Regions from separate parts of the Mus musculus genome. Here region 1 is linked to region 2. The links are chromatin contacts, called in public Hi-C maps. All regions are on one chromosome and are shown on one strand. The core of a region is the stretch at or near the end of the contact, and the rest is flanking DNA. Distances in the headings are between cores, read along the strand shown. Region 1 has its middle 120 kb from the start of Gm25611. Region 2 has its middle 25 kb from the start of Gm31568.

Region 1 (4,344 bases), core at 852-3,351, 510 kb before region 2:
GTCTCAGCATCTGTTGAGTCTTTGCTACTATATCCTGCCTACGGAGAGCATTTAAACATTGCTTCAGCTAATATATTCAAGAAGTAGATGTTACAGTTTGACATTATAAGCTTATAAAGCTGGAAATCATCTTTGAATTAGAACTGTTTTTGCCAAGTGCACACATTTTGCTCAACATTCATAATTTTCTGAATCGTCTCAATGAATCAGTGCTCATTAATTTACATTTTAATTCTATTATCTTTAGGAAAAATAATTCTAAGTGTTTAGCTACAATAAATATTACTAAATGTATACCAAATACAATTATCATTTATGTATTTTATTCCTTTCTTTATCTCCATGCATTGTAACAGTCACTGATGTAACTGATGCCATCTATGGTTGACGATGACTCATTTGGTTTCCCAAATTTGCAAGCTCATTACCATTAATGTATTTGAGCCCCCTTTCCCAAACAGCACCCTGGGTTAAGTGGGACCTCATCTTTAAAGTATTCACTCTGTCCTGCTTCTTTCTTTATTGTTGTGACCTAGAAATTTACAAAAAGAAACTTAAGGAATGGAGGCAATGTTCTGTCTCACAGTTTGAGGGGACAAAGCCCTTCATGATGGCACAAGTGTCAGATGGCTGACCACGCCACATATACAGCCAGGAACCATAGACAGAGATGAATGCTGATATTCAATTTGATGTGTTTTGGTTTTTTTTTTTTTTTTCTATTTTATTCAGTCCCAGATCTTTGACTGTGGAATGGTGCTGACTATATTTAGGGTGAGTCTTCCCACATCAACTAACCCAGTTTAGAGTTTTCCTTGCAGACATGCCCAGTGATTTATTTCTTCGGTGACTCTAAATCCCATAAGATTGACAATCATGATTAAATATTACACATGGCATGTAAATAAAATGTATATCTAAGTAAAATGTTAATATGGCATTTTAATCTCATGCACACTTCAGTTGAGGTGTGCACATAAAATATGAAATATGAAAGGAAACCTGCTGTCTCATCGTGGTTATTTCAGTAAGTTTTTCTTTTCAACATCAACTTTTTTGCCTCTGATAAGGAAGTTGTATTCGTGGTTGTTGGTCAGAGACCCATGTGCACAATCCACCTGCTAAGGGTTAGCTTTCATGGTTTGTAGTGATAAAATCTGTTTCAGACTTCACAGCCGGAGAAGAGATGCTCCCCATGAATTATCTAGCCAATCGATACAAGATTTAAACATTTCAGGCTTCGGGAGAGGGTTTACTGTTTATCTCCTTCTCACTTCAGGGAGGGCTCAGTCAGTGACGAAGCTGGAAGATAGCTCCTAAACCCAATCCTTCTTCTGCCACATTATCTGTGTGAGACAATGATCTAAACACAAAAATAAGGCTTTGTGTAGCAGGGAGCTTGATAGCAGAGGCCAGCAAACAATCACCTGCAGACCAGATGTGACCTGCATGTGTTTTGTAAGTAGTTGGAGGCACAGCTATTTTGATGGCTACACCTATTGCTGTGGCTGCTGTTTTGCAATGTCCAGTGGGAAAAAAAAAACCAAAAAACAAAAGAGGAACCCCCCCAAAACAAAAAATAAAACAAAATAAAGCAAAACAAACAAACCAATAACAAAAAGACCTCACTGTACAGTCCACAAAGCTTAAAATATTCCATGCTATCTACACAGAAAAAAAAATCTTCCAACTTTGTTTAACAGATCAACATACCTTTGCACTTGCTATTTATTTTATTTTTAATTTCAGAACAAACATAGTGATCTGTGTGGAAACATGGTTCTTGCTATGTTGCCTCTTACAGTCAAGTACTCATGTGGGGAGGAGAAGAGAAAATACTCCAAAAGACTTCAGTATAGCGATCATATGGTTCATTCTGTTATGTTCTTTATAGCAATTGTCAGTCCTTGTTTTCATTTGTGTGTGTGTATGTGTGTGTGTGTGTGTGTGTGTGTGTGTGTGTGTGTGTACCTGTGCATGTAGATAAATGTTCCCTCGGAAACCCAAAGTACATTGCATCATCTGAACCTTGAATTGAAAGCAGATGTGAGCCTCCCATCATGGGTGTGTCCTCTGGAGAAGCAGCAGTATTCAGTTTCTGAACTGCCCAGTCACCTCCCATGCCCTGTTTGCAGCCTAGGCAAACCCTAGAAGCATGAGTGCATAAACTCGATTAAGTTCTTTCCTTAGCACTCTAATTTAAAAACAGTTTCCCAGTAAAAGTAGCACAGAGAGAATTTCTTTCTTCTTTTTTTTTTTTCCTTTTTAAAAAAAAAATCTTTAATCATTGTTTTTACAGCACAGTCTTTATTCCCCTTCAGGTCCACCCTCTAACTATTTCTCATCTCATACCTCCTCCCTCTTCTCCAAGAGGATGTCCCCACCCCCAACCCCCACCCCACCATATCTCCCCACTCCCTGGGGGGCCTCAAGTCTCTCCAGAATAAGGTGCTTCTTCTCTCACCGGCGCCAGACCAGGAAGTCCTCTGGTATATATGTGTTGGGGACCTCATATCAGCTCCTGCATGCTGCCTGGTTGGTGGCCCAGTATCTGAGAGATCTCAGGGGACCAGGTCAGTTGAGACTGCTGGTCTTCCTAAAGCGTCACCCTTCTCCACAACTACTTACAGATTTTTCCTAATTCAACCCTAGGGGCCAGTCATTGAACCTCCTTTCCCTCAGGCTTTTCTCCATTTTTTTCCCCCTGCAGTTCTTTCAGACAAGAACAATTCTGGGTCAGAGCTTTTGGTAGTGGGATGGCAACCTCAGCCCTCCACTTGACACCCTGTCTTTCTACTAGAGGTAAACTCTACAAGTTCCCTCTCCTCACTGTAGGGGATTTCATCTAAGATCCCTCAGTTTAAGTCCTGAGAGGCTCTCACCTCCCAGGTCTCTGGTACACTCTATAGGGTGCCTCCAACTCCTACCTCCTGAGGTTGCCTGTTTCCATTCTTTCTGCTGGCCTTCAGGACTTCAGCCCTCCCTCCCCACTACCTGATCTTGTTCCCTCTCCCATCCATGTGCCTCCCTCCCTCTGCCTCCTGATTGCTTTTTTCTCCCTCCAAGTGGGATTGAAGCATCCTCACTTGGGCCCTTTGGTTTGTTAACTTTCTTTAGTTCTGTGGATTGTTTCCTGGAGATTCTGTTCTTTTAAAGCTAATATCCACTTATTAGTGAGTACATACCATGCATGCACCTTTGGGTGTGAATTGCCTCACTCAGGATGATATTTTATAATTACATCCATTTGCCTGTAAAAACTCATGACGTCCTCATCCTTCATAACTGGATAGTATTTCATTGCGTAAGTGAACCACATCTTCTGTTTCTATTCTTCCATTGTGGGACATCTGGGTTGTTTCTAGATTCTATCTATCAGACATAATGCCACCATGTCCATAATGAAGTGCATAATCTTGTAGCATGGTGGAGCATCTTTTGGGTATATGCCTAAGAGTGGTATAGTGGGGTCTTCAGGGAGCTCTGTTTCTAATTTTCTGAGGAACCTCCAAATTGATTTCCAGAGTGGTTGTACCAGTTTGCAATCCCCACCCCCCCCCCATGGAGGTGTGTTCCTCTTTCTCCATATCCTTGCCAACATGTGCTGTCACCTTAGTTTTTTAATCTTGCCATACTGATTGGTATAAGGTGAAATCTCAGGGTCATTTTAATTTGCACTTCTCTGGTAACTAAGGACTTTGAACATTTCTTTAAGTGCTTCTCAGCTATTTGATATTCCTGTTGTGAATTCTCTGTTTAGTTCTATACCCCATTTTTGGTTGGGTTGTTTGGGTTTTTGTGGTGTTAGCTTCTTGAGATCTTTATGTATTTTGGATATTAATCATCTTTCAGACGTGGGGTTAGTGAAGTTTTTTTTTTTTCTTTCTCAATCTGTAGGTTGCCAATTTGTTCTATTGACTATGTACTTTGCTGTACAGAAGCTTTTCAGTTTCATGAGGTCCTGTTTATCAATTCTTGATCTTAGAGTCTGAGCCATTGGAATTCTATTTGGGAAATCTCCCCTATGGCAATGAGTTTGAGGCTCTTTCCCACTTTCTCTTCAATGAAGAAGTCAAGGTATCACTATTTGCAGATGATATGATAGTATATACAAGCCACCCCAAAAATTCTACCAGAGAACTCCTACAGCTGATAAACAACTTCAACAAAGTGGCTGGATATAAAACTAACTCAAGTAAATCAGAAGCCTTCTTCTATACAAATGATAAAAGTGCTGAGAAAGAAATTAGGGAAACAACACCCTTCACAGTAGTCATAAATAATATAAAATATCCTAGGGTAACTCTAACCAAACAAATGAAACATCTGTATGGCAAGAGTTTC
Region 2 (4,449 bases), core at 820-3,319:
ATTTATGGGTTACCAGCCGCCATTTGAAGAACTTGTTTTGGGCTCCGTTTCATACCTGAGGAAACTGGGGGACATAGACTTTATTTCCTCTTTTCAAATCTGGCTGGGAGATCCAGGGATCTAGGGAGATTTTTAGAAATGTATCGTTAAAATTCTTGGTTCCCCATCCTAAAAACATAGCAACTAATTTTGTTTTACATTATCAGTCTTTGGCGAAAACTCGGTCACTCGAGGGAATACATGCTTGCTTGATCTGACAAGATGAGAATCAAATCTATCTTCAGTCTCTATGATCACTAGACCACTCTATAGCTCTAAATCTTTGCTCACAAAGAACATTGACCTCTGTCCCCAGGGTCTACTTGGAGCCACATGGGGGAAGCTGGTTCTCTATGATCACATTGGACCACTGCATAAGGATCAGACCTGGGCGTATATTTGCTCATTAGAGGTCACGCTGCAGTTTCTTCTGATAAGAACAGGGAAGACTCATATCAGATTATCAATATTTTCTTTTAAAAGGCAATAGGAGAAAGAATCCCATAGCCAAGGAAAAGAAATGTAAAAGATCTTGGAAAATTCAGTTTGCCAGTGAGCTAGAATTTTCTGCTTTTCTCAATATCCTAGTTCAATGGATTGACAAGATTTGTAAGTGACCACACTGATCAGTAACCAGATACTCCCCTGCCCTCACCAATGACACAAGAATATGGGAGAAATTACTCCGGGCATCTCAGACTTCTCTCCTTTGACTCATTCTGCCACCCAGAGGAGACTCTATTTTCTAATTGACATTAAAAAAAATAGTATTAAGGAACAATACATGCCAGAGAAAGTACTTTCAAACTTGAACAATGATGAATCATGTAGAGAGCTTGTTGAAATTCATATCATGACTCAGTTGGGCTCAGACTTGTTCCCACATTCAGATGCCGGTCACTAAATTCAACCACCATATTCTTTGAGTCAGGAAATGATCGCTCCCACAGAAAAGGGATGAGGTAACGATGTCATACAAGACTCAGTCAGCCACCAGTCAGAGCAGAAACTGAACCAGTTCCTGGGGGCTGGTTTGGGGGGGGGGCAGGTTTTAAATGTGAATTTGTTTTAAAGTTGCAGTCAGTTGAAGGTATATCTGTATTACAGATGCATGCAAGTAAGGCTCCACTCCACTAAAAAGTAGAAATTATTTACCTGGAGTTATTTTTTTTTTATGTTGCTGTTAGTGTTTTATTTTTTTTATTTTTTTTATTACGTATTTTCTTCAATTACATTTCCAATGCTATCCCAAAAGTCCCCCCCCCACTCCCCTACCCACCCATTCCCATTTTTTGGCCCTGGCATTCCCCTGTACTGGGGCATATAACGTTTGCCTGACCAATTTACCTGGAATTATTAACTGGGAAAGATAAGCAACTCAAACACCAATTGCTACACTGCTTTGCTTGAACCACAACATGAGGAATGGCATACAATCTAAAATGGAAAAAAATCTCTAGAAAACTTGGAAGTAAGGGGCTACATGCCAGCACGTTACTGGGAAATTAATGTAGTCAGGGTAATAAACTCTCACTGAACTGAAACAGAGATATGCAGAGTCACCTTAAGAAAATAGAAACTCGACAAAGCCCACAGCACCTGGCTCCAGACTAATTCGAGGAGCTGATATATCTAAGGAAAAGAAGTATTCTTCATAAAGTTGGCCAGCATAGAGGCTTATAAAAGGCTAATCACGGTGTCTGTTTACTGGGAAAAGAGCCCCAGCTCAAGAATGTAGGAAAGCTGGCATCATCTATCCTCATCATGGGAAAAGCCGACTTACAGGACAGAACTAGTAGACTACAGCTCATTCTATGAATCTCGTTGAGGGGGTAAGATTTCACTAAGACAAAGGGACATGGTTTATTTCTACAGAGGCAGAGCTATGGCTGCTTTGTCACTATAGTTTGAAGAAGGGCTATATGGCTCACAAAACCTAAAACATTTGTTGTCTGACTGTTTAGAGAAGAACTTTCAAAACTTTATAAAACCCTTAACCAGGTAATTGGTTCCCGTCACTTTGATTCCACGCACCTCAAGCAAACTCGTGGTTTCGGTTTTGTTTCATAGGTCAGACACCAACAGCGGCAAGTGTCTCCCACAGCTCTTGGTTATTTTTAACTTATTTCTAGCCTAGATTTGGGGATTATTTTTTTTTTCTCATAGTGTCTGGGAGCTTGCCCTATCTGAATCATTTCCGTGAGTAATAGTTAGTTCCCTTTTCAATATGCTTTGTAAAATAAAGAAAATGAAACGCAATTCCCTGCACTTAGGAGGAAAACAGCTATGCATGTCGACTGTAGTAGGCTTCTTACTCATTCTGGAAAAGATCGGGGTTAAGGGCGAGCAGCAGGCCAGGGCCCAAAGCTGCACTTCACAGGGTTCTGTTTACTTCGGTTGTCATAGGAGCAGGACCCATCTTTACTCCCACGAAGGAAGGCAGACAGTCTCCCCAGATTCCAATGTTTCATTTCTGACTCGTAGAAGTCTCTGCTTTATTTTTAAACTTGACTTTTTCTTTTACTTCTTTCGATATTTTTATTTGAATTTCACATCTTCATGTGTTTGGCACAGATAAGATCCTCATATGAGCAGAACACGGTATGCTAGTTGCAAATTCCTTTCAATGACTCCCAGCAGGATCCATTTACTTGCTATAATTTATTGGATATTTTATCATTGTATAACCAACATTTGTTGAGTATATACCACATTGTGGATACCATAGCTAGTTTAGCCATCTGCAGGAAACGTTTGTTTCCTTTGTAGAGTCCATGGTTAAAGTATAATGGGGTGAATTTGACAACTCATCCTATATTAAGACACTCAACCCCTCCAAATTTCCTTAACAGCTAAGTTATTCTTTTCTAATAGATCTTTCACACATCTTTGATAACAGTCATGAAATAATACCTTGATAACCTACAAGGTAAGACATAATTTTCACATCTATCGCGCTGTCAATAAGGACAGTATTTATATTTGTATTTTGTTGTTTATTTATTGCATTCCACAGATGTCACAACAGCCTCTTTCCCTCAATGCAGCATCTCTAAGCATGGTGGGGAACAGTTTCCTGTTGGTGCACCGGGCTCTTTATGAATTTATCCATTTCACACTGAGAACTATCTAATTGTCTTTAGCTTCCATCTAAGGCAGTCCAATGGCCTTGCCTCTGAGTCACTGTGGAGTTTGGCCTGGTGATCCCTTCAGTACAGTAGACTGGAGATACAGAACTGACATCCTTCCCAGTGTTTTGCAAGCTTTGGGTGGCTCGTGTGGCTGTAGAGTTAACGGTGCCATCCAGAACACTCAGCAATATTTTCCCATTTAGAGGAAGAGCAAAAGGAGGAGGGAACTTAATGGAAATATAGCTGAACCAAATAGGATCTGTTCCAGCATTTTTCAATACAAAATAATGCAAACCTCTTAGCCATTAAGTCGCAGCTTAAGACAAAGTGCTTGAAATTACCTGTCATCACAGATTTTTTTACTGGTAGAAAGAAAAGCCCTCACGGTGTATTTTCAACTAACCGTATTGCCACCTAGTGGCCATTGAGGAAAATTAGTATCAGAAAATTGGAAGCAACTTTAGAAATGAAGACATTAGTAATACTGACAATAACTGCTAAGACTTACTGGATGTCTACAGTGTTCCTTGACTCTGTGCTCAAAACTGTATGTGTACTATCTAATTTATTCTCTTGACCATCCCCATTCCGTGGATGAACAAAAGAGGACTTTACAGGTTAGTTAGCATGTCATCTTTACACATCTACATAGCTAGCTACATAGATTCATAGTCAAGTCTACTGCATTTATTGAACGCTGTCGATGGTTGCAAAAAACGTCAGCTTAGACTAAAAGAACACGGTCGATAAACTGAAGCAAATTCACCCCCAAATGTTAGCATTTAAAGGAAATCACAACCTGCACTTTTCCACATAGGAAATAACCCACAACACATTCTAATCCTCTCCCAACTGATTTTCAATTGTGTAGTAATTAAAAAAAAGAAAACACATCTGGCATCTCTGAAACAGAATGGGTTCATTCGTTCATACAACAAGCTAAGCTTGGAAGATTGCTCTGTCATCAAGGTGCTTGGCGCAGTCATCAGCACCTGAGCTCAGATGCACTACACTCAAGCTACTGCGTATTCGTCTGAAATCCCAACACTGGGGAGGTGGAGGCTGGAAGATCCCAAGAGCTTTCCAGGCATGCCAATGTATTCAAAGAGGCAAGCTTCAGGCTCAATGATAGACCTTGTCTCAAAAGACAGATAGAGGGGGATAGACAGATGGCTGAGACCTCAAGAGTGAGGAACTGCTCTCATAGAAGTCTGGATTTGGATTCTAAGCACCCACACAGTACAAATAAACTGCAACTAAAGACTCCAGCAGGTCTCCG

The links. Hi-C and Micro-C count contacts between places; a contact is called where the count stands out from the background.
Region 1: a contact with region 2 is called in a Hi-C map of the G1E-ER4 cell line, with 2.2 times the contacts expected there. A contact is called at or near these places in 4 of 484 Hi-C or Micro-C datasets (the G1E-ER4 cell line and myeloid progenitors) and 2 of 130 datasets of targeted methods (embryonic stem cells and large pre-B cells).

Annotation. Positions count from the first base shown.
Region 1 is chr19:35,637,853-35,642,196 of GRCm38.p6, reverse strand. No RefSeq gene overlaps it. Among named protein-coding and RNA genes, the nearest start is that of Gm25611, 120 kb to the left of the region's middle.
Region 2 is chr19:35,124,636-35,129,084 of GRCm38.p6, reverse strand. No RefSeq gene overlaps it. Among named protein-coding and RNA genes, the nearest start is that of Gm31568, 25 kb to the left of the region's middle.